Regions from separate parts of the Mus musculus genome. Here regions 1, 2 and 3 are each linked to region 4. Evidence: chromatin contacts called from public HiChIP or PLAC-seq and promoter capture Hi-C data. All regions are on one chromosome and are shown on one strand. The core of a region is the stretch at or near the end of the contact, and the rest is flanking DNA. Distances in the headings are between cores, read along the strand shown.

Evidence for each region. Promoter capture Hi-C pulls out the DNA fragments that hold promoters and counts their contacts. HiChIP or PLAC-seq counts read pairs in DNA pulled down with a chosen protein or histone mark.
Region 1: a contact with region 4 is called in a promoter capture Hi-C map of embryonic stem cells. The contact joins the enhancer-like site here to the promoter of Ptprn in region 4. A contact is called at or near these places in 14 of 39 promoter capture datasets (the 3T3-L1 cell line, the C10 cell line, the HPC-7 cell line and 9 more), 2 of 15 datasets of contacts at CTCF or cohesin (large pre-B cells and pro-B cells), 1 of 484 Hi-C or Micro-C datasets (bone marrow-derived macrophages), 5 of 115 datasets of contacts at active chromatin or transcription factors (embryonic stem cells, fetal liver, pancreatic cancer cells and 1 more) and 3 of 9 other capture datasets (adipose tissue, liver and macrophages).
Region 2: a contact with region 4 is called in a FOXA1 HiChIP or PLAC-seq map of pancreatic cancer cells. The contact joins the enhancer-like site here to the promoter of Ptprn in region 4. A contact is called at or near these places in 23 of 39 promoter capture datasets (the 3T3-L1 cell line, 3T3-L1-derived adipocytes, the C10 cell line and 16 more), 2 of 15 datasets of contacts at CTCF or cohesin (CD8 T cells and large pre-B cells), 31 of 484 Hi-C or Micro-C datasets (B cells, the BV-2 cell line, CD4 T cells and 24 more), 9 of 115 datasets of contacts at active chromatin or transcription factors (bone marrow-derived dendritic cells, bone marrow-derived macrophages, embryonic basal ganglia and 5 more) and 4 of 9 other capture datasets (adipose tissue, liver, macrophages and 1 more).
Region 3: a promoter capture Hi-C map of embryonic stem cells shows a contact between it and region 4, with 2.6 times the contacts expected there. The contact joins the enhancer-like site here to the promoter of Ptprn in region 4. A contact is called at or near these places in 8 of 39 promoter capture datasets (the C10 cell line, cranial neural crest, embryonic stem cells and 3 more), 1 of 484 Hi-C or Micro-C datasets (CD4 T cells), 2 of 115 datasets of contacts at active chromatin or transcription factors (embryonic stem cells and pancreatic cancer cells) and 2 of 9 other capture datasets (adipose tissue and liver).

The regions. Positions count from the first base shown.
Region 1 is chr1:75,014,618-75,017,395 of GRCm38.p6, forward strand. All of the region lies in intron 6 of Nhej1 (non-homologous end joining factor 1), which reads right to left. Among named protein-coding and RNA genes, the nearest start is that of Ihh, 64 kb to the left of the region's middle. Within about 2 kb of position 1,489, at least 35 of the 459 cell types and tissues checked have an H3K27ac peak or open chromatin away from gene starts, as enhancers often do. A contact at or near this core is called in adipose tissue, where this site is marked.
Region 2 is chr1:75,039,330-75,042,110 of GRCm38.p6, forward strand. All of the region lies in intron 6 of Nhej1 (non-homologous end joining factor 1), which reads right to left. Among named protein-coding and RNA genes, the nearest start is that of Nhej1, 85 kb to the right of the region's middle. Within about 2 kb of position 1,267, at least 42 of the 459 cell types and tissues checked have an H3K27ac peak or open chromatin away from gene starts, as enhancers often do. A contact at or near this core is called in the SN4741 cell line, pancreatic cancer cells and second pharyngeal arch cranial neural crest, where this site is marked.
Region 3 is chr1:75,494,132-75,496,832 of GRCm38.p6, forward strand. All of the region lies in intron 8 of Obsl1 (obscurin-like 1), which reads right to left. Among named protein-coding and RNA genes, the nearest start is that of Obsl1, 11 kb to the right of the region's middle. Within about 2 kb of position 1,255, at least 23 of the 459 cell types and tissues checked have an H3K27ac peak or open chromatin away from gene starts, as enhancers often do. A contact at or near this core is called in embryonic stem cells, where this site is marked.
Region 4 is chr1:75,262,779-75,265,478 of GRCm38.p6, forward strand. It overlaps Ptprn (protein tyrosine phosphatase, receptor type, N), which reads right to left and starts at 1,430. Exons shown (of 23, transcript NM_008985.3): 1 at 1,226-1,430. The coding sequence starts at 1,349.

The sequences.
Region 1 (2,778 bases), core at 239-2,738, 250 kb before region 4:
CTCCATCCAACACAAAGTTAATTCCTAACCTCGACTTCACCACCCTGCCCACTGCTCACATGATTTATCCCCCTATCTGCCTGCATCGGCTTTATAAGCCTCCCAGCTCTACACACCATTATAAAAGATGTCTGTGCTGCTGCCTCAACCTGGCCCAGCACTGGCTCCTGCCACAGTAACCCTTTTCCACCCTTTCATTTTACAAGCCTTCCACCATCATGGAAATCTGAAATCCCACGAAAGAACAGTAAACAAACACCACAGGAGAAAGAAAATACCTATCCAGGCTACTCAGGACAGCAAAAGTCACAAATGGATGGATGTCTAAGCCAGGGATGAAGGCCTCTGAGCACAAGCAGTGAGCTGCCTTCTTGCCTGGGCCCACCTAGACAGTAAGAAGCAGCTGCACACAGATGAGTTGATCCTTCATAGGACTAAACCACACCTGAATCTCAGTTTTACTCTCTGTACTTTGAAAGATACCAATGTGACAGTGGTCAGAGTCACAGCCAAGTACCTGGCATACAATGGGTACACAGAATAGTAGCTATTGTGATCTGGGACGTTAAGCATTTGAAAAATGGGGGTGGGGTAGCAGTTCTTATTCCTTCCTAACGCAAAGTTAAACTTTCAACAAGATTTCTCCTTTATTCTGGGCAAACTTTCCCTTTCAAAGCCAGATTCCACTGATTGATCCAACCCAGAATAAGCCAAAGGAAGTTTCCTAGTAGTGTCTGTTTTACTGTCTTTGTTTGTTGTTTTCTGAAACAGTCTCTCTGTAGCCTAGACTGACCTGGAACTCAGTATATAAGCTTAAGCTGGTGCTCCACTTGCCTCTGCCTCCCAAATGCTGGGATTACAGATGTGGTTTCCCCAGGCCTGGATTTCCCTACTATCTTGAGTAATGTAATATCACCACATTGAACACCTAAAATCTACATCTGCTCCTGTGTCTCCTCATATATCCCAAACACTCCCTCAGCTTCAGAGTCAAAGGCTATACTTTCTCATCACAGGCCTCCAGAGAACCTGCCAGCTCTGCTGGAATCTGCTCTTTCCCTAAAATGCCCTCTTACCACAGAGCCTAAGCTAGAAATCAGGGTCAGACCTTCCCCCAATTAACTTGGCTGAGAATGGACACTAAGGAATTCTCTGCAAGTCTCTGGGGCTCCAAATGCTCTGCCAAGGAGTTGGAGCACTCCCCCAGGGTTCTGTTGTTCACTTGGGGTTAAGGAGCCAGGAGATGGAGGCGGAGGGCAGGAGGGCTGGGGAGGGCAGGAAGAGAAGAGAGCTTTGATTCAGCGACCAGACTGAGTTCTCTACAGGCCGGGCTCCGCTGAGGTTTCTCGGGAGAAACGGGCCTCTGTGGTAGCTGTGTCTGTAAAGCGGATGGAAATGCCCATAAAGCCATATCAAACCCTGTGCAGAGAAGGACAGGGATATATATAGAACCAGGAACCAAAGGAGCCACAGGGGATTCAGGCGGCCAGCTCCGCCCAGCCCTTAAACACGCCTCAGGGAAGGGGGAGGCCCAAGGAACAAGCTCCAGGAATGAAGGCTGGAGACAGCCCGGCGGGTTTGCCAAGGGAGTGGGGAAATTAGGGGCGTCTCAGGGACAATGCTAGAAAGGAACTAACAACTAGGCTGTTGGAATCAATCAAAGTTGGGGGCAACCTAGGTCTGGGGCAGCTCAGGGATGCTAAGGAACCAGACTTGGGGAGTTTGATCAGAGCCCAGGCGACTGCACCTCCACTTTCAATTTGTCCAGGAGCCAGTGTGCATCTCTTCCTCACTTAGTCCCAGCCTCTGGAGAAACTGGGGTTGAGGACAGTGGAAAAAAAGAAAAAAAAAATGTATCCTTAAGAAGTCTCTTAAGTCAAAGTATGCCAAGAAGAAAAATCATCACAAAATAGAATCAAGTCAGGTGTGACAGTTCCCATCTGTATTCCCAGCACCTAGGAGGCTGCAGCAGGATTGCTGTGAGTCTACACCAAGTTTGAGGACAGCTTAAGCTACATAGTGAGACCTTTTCTCAAGGAAAAAGAAGGATAATAACAAAGAGAAACCAGGGACGCAGATGAAGTTCAGCCATCAAAGAGCAACATGGTTAGCAGTACCAGAAACAAAATAACCCAAAACAAATTCACAGAGAGGACAGGACAGCTACTAAATAGATCAGAAGAGACAGTCAGGAGTGACCAGGCTCATCTGCTCAAATTTTTGGGGATCCCTCCCATTAATCTTCTTGCCAAAGTAGGTTGTCAAGATAGAACACCTGTGTAATGGTGATGGGGAGCTAGAAGACACTAAGCCTACAAGAATTTCTTATCTGAGCCACATTCAGACAACCAGTCCTCCAACGCCCTACCCGAAATTCAAGAGAATCCCTCCCTCTCTGCAGCTCCAGTTCCCAGCAGCACAAGTATCCGAGGCTTTGGCGCCACCTGCTGTCTACTCCTGTTAGGGAGTGGACAGCATGAACCTGATATTTGCCTGCCTTGATTCATCACAAATGCTAAAGGAAAAAAAATTTAAGAGAACATTAACTATAACTTATGGGACCACGATACAACTCAGGGACACAGCACTTGAATAACCTCTAATAAAAGGGAGACCCACGGAGAAATTTACTCTGGTTTCCCGGCCTGCTATCTTGGGAAGATTTCTGGTTCACCCAGAACAGTGGTCCTTAACCTTCCTAATACTGCAACCTTTTATACAGTTACTCTTGTGGTGGTGACCCCAACTATAAAATTATTTTTCTTTCTACTTCATAAC
Region 2 (2,781 bases), core at 17-2,516, 220 kb before region 4:
GTCTTAATAGCATACAAGGAATTTGGACTTTACCCTACATGCCACTATAAGAACCACTAAAGGACTATAAGCAAGAAAGCAAGACAATCATGTCTCTTTTTCAAAGAGACTATTCTGATAAATGTAAATTTAACTGGGAAGCAGAAAGAGGATGATGGGAAGGCAGGTAAGAGGGCAGTTGCAGCATCAAGCCAAAAGGGTATCAGCTTATCTAAGGCAACAAAAGCTAGACTAAAGAACAGACTCCATGGTGGTTGGTGAGTCATAATTGGAAATGAAAACCAAGAAGAAAGCAGCAATGCAGGTGAAACCTCAGTTTCTGGTTTAGGGAACCGATGGATGATGGTTTAATCTACCAAGGCAAAGAATACAAATAAAGAACGGGTTTAAAGAAAGAAGTAACTAATTCATGTGGAGCATGCATTAGAGGCACTGATACCTACCAGTAAGATAGATATCCATGTGGAAATATCAAGGATGCAGAAAAAAAGCATGGGTCTATATGACATGGTGCTCTAAAACTAGCTCTCAGTGGTTTACAGTGCTGTTGGGACTAGGCTCTCAATGAGACAACCCAGAGGAAGGGAAAATAAATAAGATCTTGGATCTGATCCTGGGTACCATGAACATTCCTGACACAAGGTTTTTTGGTTGTTGTTTTTTTGTTTGTTTGTTTGTTTGTTTTTGTTTTTTAAAAAAAGGAGACCCATCCAGAGAAAACAAGGAAACCCCCTGTAGATGCATGTAACAGGAGAGCAGTTTTCAGGTTGCTCCTGAGTCTCCCCAGGTCTACCCAGTGCTTCTGACATAAACTCAAGCTTAGGAAGAGCAGCAGTGGGTAGCTTTTTAATGTCAAGTAATGCTCTAGAATGCTGCAACTAGACTACAGCTACGGCTACATTTAGGATACTGAGTCAGATCAATGTCAAATATCAAACTTCTTAGCTAGTATATCACACCAAGGAGATTATCTAAGTGTCCCGAGACATTCAAAGTACAGCAACGGGAGATGTTGATGTGTTGGCTATCCTTGTGTAATGTCTGAGAAGAGAGCTACAAAATCCCTATCTCTGTAAGGGCCCCCACCCAGAGAAAGCCAACAACGTGCAGTTGCCCAGGTTTTGGTGTAAAGGGCTGATTCCTAGCCAGAGGTTGCCAGCTGCAGAGGGCGGGGCTCTATTTTGGGCTGCCTGCTGTCGCTGAGCCTGTCCGAGTCTGGTTTGAGCAGCATGCAGCCCCAGTGACTCACACACCCATGCTAACCGCCTGTGGCTCAGTGGCATGGCCTCAGAAAGCCAACCTCAGGCCAGCTCCCTCCTCACCCTATTACACTGGGATAAATAAATAAAGAGCCCGCCAGCAGCCACACAGCCTGATAGCAACCAGATGGGGAAAGAAAGGCATGGGCAGGGCCAGGGAAAGGAACTCCTCCAACAGAACAGCTGTAAGGGGCTTCACCAGCCTGTGCTCATCCGTAACACAGTTATCCTGCCATGTGTAACAGTCCCCAATTCCTCAGCTTCTCTCCCACACTTAAAGATGCCTCTCAGCACTTTAGCCCCAGCCCCTGTTACGTCAGGCAGAAGCAGGTAGATCTCCAAGAGTTCAAGATCAAGCTGTTCTACATAGCAAATTTCCCCCTTAGTTGGGTCACTAGCAATTGGTGTCCATATGTTCTCTGAAAATGAAAAGTTAGAGGTTCTTTATCTTATTGTATTTTGTTTGTTTGAGACAGGGTCTCTATGTAGTCCTATCTGGCCTGGAACTTGCCATGAAGACCAGGTTGGCCTTGAATTTGCAGAGATCTGCCTGCTTCTTCTACCTCCTGAGTACTAGGGCTAACTAAAGGTGTGCACCTGGCTAAGTCAGAGTTTCTTAAGGGAAGAAGTAAAGCAAAAACATCAAATATGAGGAAGTACCCCTGTCTAATGGTTAAATATCTTCTCTAACTTTAGCATCCTAGAACTCTCTATGCCCTCCTGGCCCTGTACTGTATGTGTCCATGGCCTCTTGCCTAGCAGGATTTCCAATGGGAATAGAAGTAGCCCCAGGCACTGACCGCATGGCCCTCTGACACTGGCCTGGCCTCCTTGCCTGTTCATCCCAACTGTCTCCCTGGTTTGTTTATTTTCTATTCCATGTTGCTTATTTTGATGGCACATCCTTTCAATCCAGTCTTGGATGACCTCCTGACCCTTTTATGTCCTGTTTATAGGACCCCAGGCAAGCATAGTAACTGAAAAGATACTGTAGCTCTACAGTCCCAGTACAAACCTTTCAGTTCTAGCAGCTACATGAGACATTCTGAAGATAGTACAGGCGCCCTAGAGGTCCCAAGAATTCTCATTACCCAAGCTCCCCTCAACAGAGCATACAGACTTCAGCCACTTACTGCTGCAGCTCAGTTTCCTTATCTTCAAAATAGAAATCTGAGACTGGAGGGATAGCTCAGAGAGCAAAAGGCCACCAACCCTGATGGCCTTGATCCTCAGAACACACATGGTAGAAGAAGGCTGATTCCCACAAGTGCTCTGAACTACACTACAAACACACACACACCCCATACAGACACACAGATATACACATACCCCACACAAACAGGCACACACCCCATACAAATAGACACACACACACACCACAGACACACACACACCACACAGACACACACACACACATACACACACCAGACAGACAGACATACACCATACAGACAGACACACATACCCCCCCATACAAACAAACAGATACACACATACACCATACAGACATACACCCCATACA
Region 3 (2,701 bases), core at 5-2,504, 230 kb after region 4:
TAATAACAGTCCTGAGTTCCGAGTAGCACAGTAATAAGTAACAATAGGTCCCTGACCTGTCCTTCAAATCCCCAAGACTAGACACTTACAGAATCCAGTATCTTCTGGACTTTAAAAGGATGCATTTCTCATTTGGTAGCTAGCTACCCTTCAGGTCCTGCCTCTGCCCCTTAAAATGATTCCCATTAACATTTTGCTGTCTAATATATATTTACCCTTGGCAAGATATACTAGAAGACACAGTCAAATCTAACAAAGATGCAGATATAGACTAGCCCTACCAGATAATTAAAGAATAATTAAGAATGTATCAGTTAGGGGCTGGAGATGATGGCTCAGCAGTTAAGAGCACTGACTGCTCTTCTGGAAGTCCTGAGTTCAAATCCCAGCAAACACACGGTGGCTCACAACCATCCGTAATGAGATCTGATGCCCTCTTCTGGTGTGTCTGAAGTCAGCTACAGTGTACTTAGATATAATAATAAATAAATCTTTTTTAAAAAGAGAATGCATCAGTTAAATTCAGTTTTAATGTAATAAATTTGACTGTCAAACCTCTGATCTCACTACATAGCCCTGGCTGGTCTCAAACTTACTATGCAGACCAGGACGGCCTAGAAATCACAGAGAATCACCTGCCTCTGTCTCCTGAGTGCCGGGATTAAAGGTATACACCATCATACCAGACAACTGCTAAACTTTTAGCATTTGGTTTTGAGGGTTTGGGGGCTTTACAAATTGTGCAGGAGTGGGATCAGGATCTGTAAACAACGAACACCTCCTAACTCTCCAGTTACTGTGCCGAACACTTTGAGCCTTTAGCCTCACGCTGATGTCTGGAGGAGAGCACTGTGCTGTCTCCGGTTTCCAGATGAAAGAATTGAGGCATGCAATGATTAAGCAATGAATTGCCCTTAAGGTCCCAGACAGCTATTAGCTCCTGGGCAGAAGGAAGAAGCATTCTGTTCTAAAAGGCTCTCCTGCTGCAGGCACTGGGGCGAATCCAGGCCACCCACGTGCAGCAACTAGGGAATACTTCTTGTATACCAGAGTTAATACCTGTCTAAAAGTATCCCAGGGATGCTACACTGTTTCAGTGAGCTCAACCTCAAGCACAGGCCATTCTTCCACAGAAAAGGAGCTAAGTCAATATTAGTAGACCGTCAGCAAGCCCAAGCTTGCCCGTAATACCACGCGCTGTCTTGTTCTCCAACGAATTAAGTTTCCAGAAGACTAGAGTACACCTGGCCCCCTTGTGGCCTGGCTAGGGAACTGTGGGCTTCCCTGTCTAGGATTTTTCAGTTCTCCACCAGACCCAGCCACAGGACACAGGGCATTCTTTTCTCAAAATGTATGATCTAGTCATGATAAGGCCAGGAGATTACAGAAGGCAGCTTCTTCTATATGGGATGGCGGTGGAAGATGTTGGGGCAGTGAGCTGGGCCGTTTGGTGTGGGACTTGATCCACTCTGGCCTGGAGGTGAGGTGGCATTTGTGTGAACTTTACTGTGAGGCGTAGGGTGCTTTGTGGTTGTGGCTGTTGTGTCTGGCCAGGGCTGGGACTGAGAGAATGAAGGTCTCTAGCTGTAAAATAGATTGTGTCCACAGCCTTGTTGCAGTTGTGGGCTCCATCTGGGGTATAGTGAGTGGAATTCCCTAAGCAGCTCTGCCTGGGCATGGCTCCTGGGGCAAGTCAGGGAAGAAGGCAACAGGACCGTGAAGATAGGGTAGTTGTCCTTGTGCTGCCACTGGGGTTCTTCTGTGATGTCCAGAACTGACTAAATGCCCCTACGACCATGCACCCTGGGAATGGTGCCGTGGGCTGTAGTCCTGAGGTGGCCGGCACAAATCACCACCATATTTCTAGCTGTCCTTGACTCCCCGGTACCCGGACTATTCTCAGCCCACCCCTTAACTCAGCCTAACTCCATTACAAGTAGGTAAACATCCTCATTACCCTGACCAGGTTAGCAGCCACGAGCCCAGGGTTTCCTATGCTGTCCTTGACAGCCTATGCCCTGACATGTGTCTGGCTTTCTTACTAGGCTGTGTTCTTTGAGGAGGAAATACATGTGTGTTCATATGCTGTCGAATGCATGGAGCCCAGCCCATACTACAGTGACCCTGTGAGACCTCCGCCCAGGCCCTCCCTGCCTGGCTGTTCTGTGGAGCCCTGGACCCTAATTGAACTTATTTACCATGAGGTTTCTTGGAATGTTTATTGGTGCGTTTATTGGTTTAACACAGGGGTTGCAAATGTGAGGGCCAGATAGGTTAAGTTAATGGCTCAGGGAGTCTGGGGAGAGGCAGGAGAAATGGCAGGGAGGGTGGGACAGAGAAATGGGGGCCCCATACTATGGGGCAGCTGCTACTCAGTGCCAGCCGTTCGTCGCCATGGGGGGAAATGAGACCAGAACCGCCGGGTCTTCGGCTTTTTCAAGAGGACGTAAAACTCCGGGTTGTTATTTGGACTGTCCTGACTTTGGTATGACTCTGCAGGCCAAACAAAACACATCTGTGGGCTGCATAGAGTCAGAGTCCAAGGGGGTCTCCCCATTTGTGACCCCTGGATAGCAACTGCCTTCCCAGCTAGTCTGGCAGCTAACTGACCACCAGCCAGGCACCCAGCCTGGATGGCATTCAGTCAGTGAGCTGGTGGACCACAGCTAGACCTGGCCTTGTTGACACCAGAGAAGGGCTT
Region 4 (2,700 bases), core at 180-2,679:
ATGCTTGTATGACAAGCACCCTACTGACTGAGTCATCTCTCAAGCCCCAAGGCCAAGAATTATTGAGGAAGTATGGGGTCTAGCTTTGGGGTCTGAAGATCTTAGTTTCAGTCTTTAATGACTCAATTTGCCTAAGTGGGAATTGGAATGTGGGAGGAAGGGAGGGTAAATTATGTAGCATTGTGGGAGAGTTCGTGGCCAAATTCAAAAGGAAACGGTGGTTCCCCAAATCTCTCAAAGCATCCCAATTCTAGTGGCGTGGAACTAGAGGAGGAAGCTCCAGCACTCCCTCCCACCCCCCCACCCCCACCCCCGCGTGGTAGGGAAGGGATGCCGGTGCTTGATTCTGGGGCAGCCTGTCCCAGGCAGAGTTGATGGCGCTGTCCATGGTTCTGAACCTAGGAGCTAATGGCACGTCGGGAAAGGAGACGTTTACCAAGGGAAGGGTGGCAGGACAAGGAGTGGCTCATCCTTCCGCTCTGTCTTGTTAACTCTTGGCCTCACAGGAAGTACCGTGCACTGGCCCCCAAGCCAAGGTGGGAAAAGAGGGAGCCAGATGGAGAGGCTGCGCCCCTTCCCCCCACCGCCACCTTCCCACCCCCATCCCGGGCCCATGAGTCAGCGCTGACTATATCCGCTTAGATGTGAGTCAGCACCAGGCCCGGCTGTGGGAAAGGGGACAAGAAGAGGACCCTCCCCTTTTACTCCTCTTCCGTTCCCTCCCCTTGCGTGTTCCCCTTCTTATAGCCGACCAACTCGAGCAAATGGCCTCTCTAGACTTAAAAGATAAATCCTGCTCTGTCTCTAGCCAGTCCTACAGGGAAGCTGGAGTCGGGTAACAGTGGAGAGGCTCCTGCCACCGGTGGTCGCCCATTCCTCTTTCTCGGCTTCCGATTCTCCATCTCGGGTCTCCACCCCGATGCCTCTGGCTTCTCCCACGGTCCTGTAGTCCCTCTAAATCTCTCAACTCGCGTGCACCCCCGCTCCTCCTCCTGTACCTAGTCTTCCCTGGAGCCCACTTTTCCAGGTCCCGCCTGCGAATCCCGGCTCCACCTCCCAGCCTACGCCCCTTTCCTCACCTCCATCTCCCTTCATCTCACTTCATGTCCTCTCATCTTCCTCACCCTACAAACACCCCCCCCCCCGCCGCCTTCCAACATTTATCCTACCCGAGCTTCTTGCTTTTGCGACGCTTCCCCCCGCCCCCATCAAGTTTTCTCCTGACCGTGGGCACTGATGGCGCTGCAGCCCCCGGGGCGGCCGCTCAGCAACAGCAGGCAGACCAGCAGCCGGAGGCCCCCGGAGCCCCCGGAGCCCCCGGAGCCCCCGGGCCGCCGCGGGCGCCTCATCCTTCCCGGCTCTGAGCTCTCTCTCCGGCCAGAGTCTCGGCGACGTTGGTGGGAGTCAGCCCAGGAGCCTAGGCGGAGTCTGCCACTCCCCACCCACCTCCAAGGCGGGGTCTAGTTGCCCCTCTTGAGGCGACCCGGCCAACTGCAGGCGTGCAATGACGACATCTCCACCCCCGGCTCTTATGCCTATTTGCGTCATACTGGCGTAAGAGCCCCCTCTTAGCCGGGGACCTACTCAACCTAAGCCTCCTCCACCATATAGTAGGTTCCTCCCTAGAATTCCCACTGGGTCCACCCACTCCTGACCTGTATTTTTCAGGTCCACCGCCTCTGTCTCCCTGGCTCAGGTTTGGTGAGAAGGACTCAAGTACTATAGGGAACAGGAAAGATACGTGGGCCAGGGAGTATAAACCGTGATACAAGAAGCTTAAGAGATCAGAACAGGAACTCTTACCATGGTTCCATTATCGCTACTGGCGTCTTCCTGAAAAATCAGAGATGGTTAGGCACTCGCACTGGGATAGCAAGGGATGAGCTAGTTGCTTACTCTTGTCTGAAGAAGCCAAAAAGCACCTGCCCCACAGGGTAGTGGTGAGAATTTATGTAATTAGACACTGCAGCAAGACCTGGACCTGCATATCGCAAACACTCCTACGCATTAACTTCGTTTCCTCTTGCAATCTACTCATCTGACTCTTGAAACGGTTACCTTCTTTAGTATTTGCTTTTCGCTTAGTTGGTACAAAGCAATCATACACAAATGTACACAGTGACAGTCAGTACATGTACACGGATGTATGCAATGTGTAATGACCAGATCCACATACCTGGCGTATCTATTACTTCAGACCTTTATAGTTTCTTTGTGTTGGGAATACTTAGCATCTTCTCTGTCAGCTCATTTGAATTAGCCCAGAAATCGTCGCCGCCTGTAGATATCCTGCTGTGCTTCCGAACATCAGCCTTGCTGCTTGCCCAGCTGCACTTGGTGAGTACTGCCATTTGTTATTAGCTCTGGCTGTCCCTTAGCTTCCTGTCTCAAGCTTATTGACGATCTTATGATTTCTACATAAGGTACACGCCACATCAAACCACCCCTCCCCCCCCCCAGCCTTATCACAGTAATTTCCTCAGTGGCTTTTTAATATTCTTAGTTATCCAGTAAGCTACAGAGTTTTCTAAAGTTCAAATTAATTGCATTATCCTTTTGCTTTCTAGTCGTTGTTTCTTTTTGTTTTGTTTTTAAGACAATATGGGTCAGGTGAGATAGCTCAGCAGGTACACATTCACTATCCGAACCCGATGACCTGAGTTTGATTCTTTGAATCCATATAAAGACAGAAGAGAATCA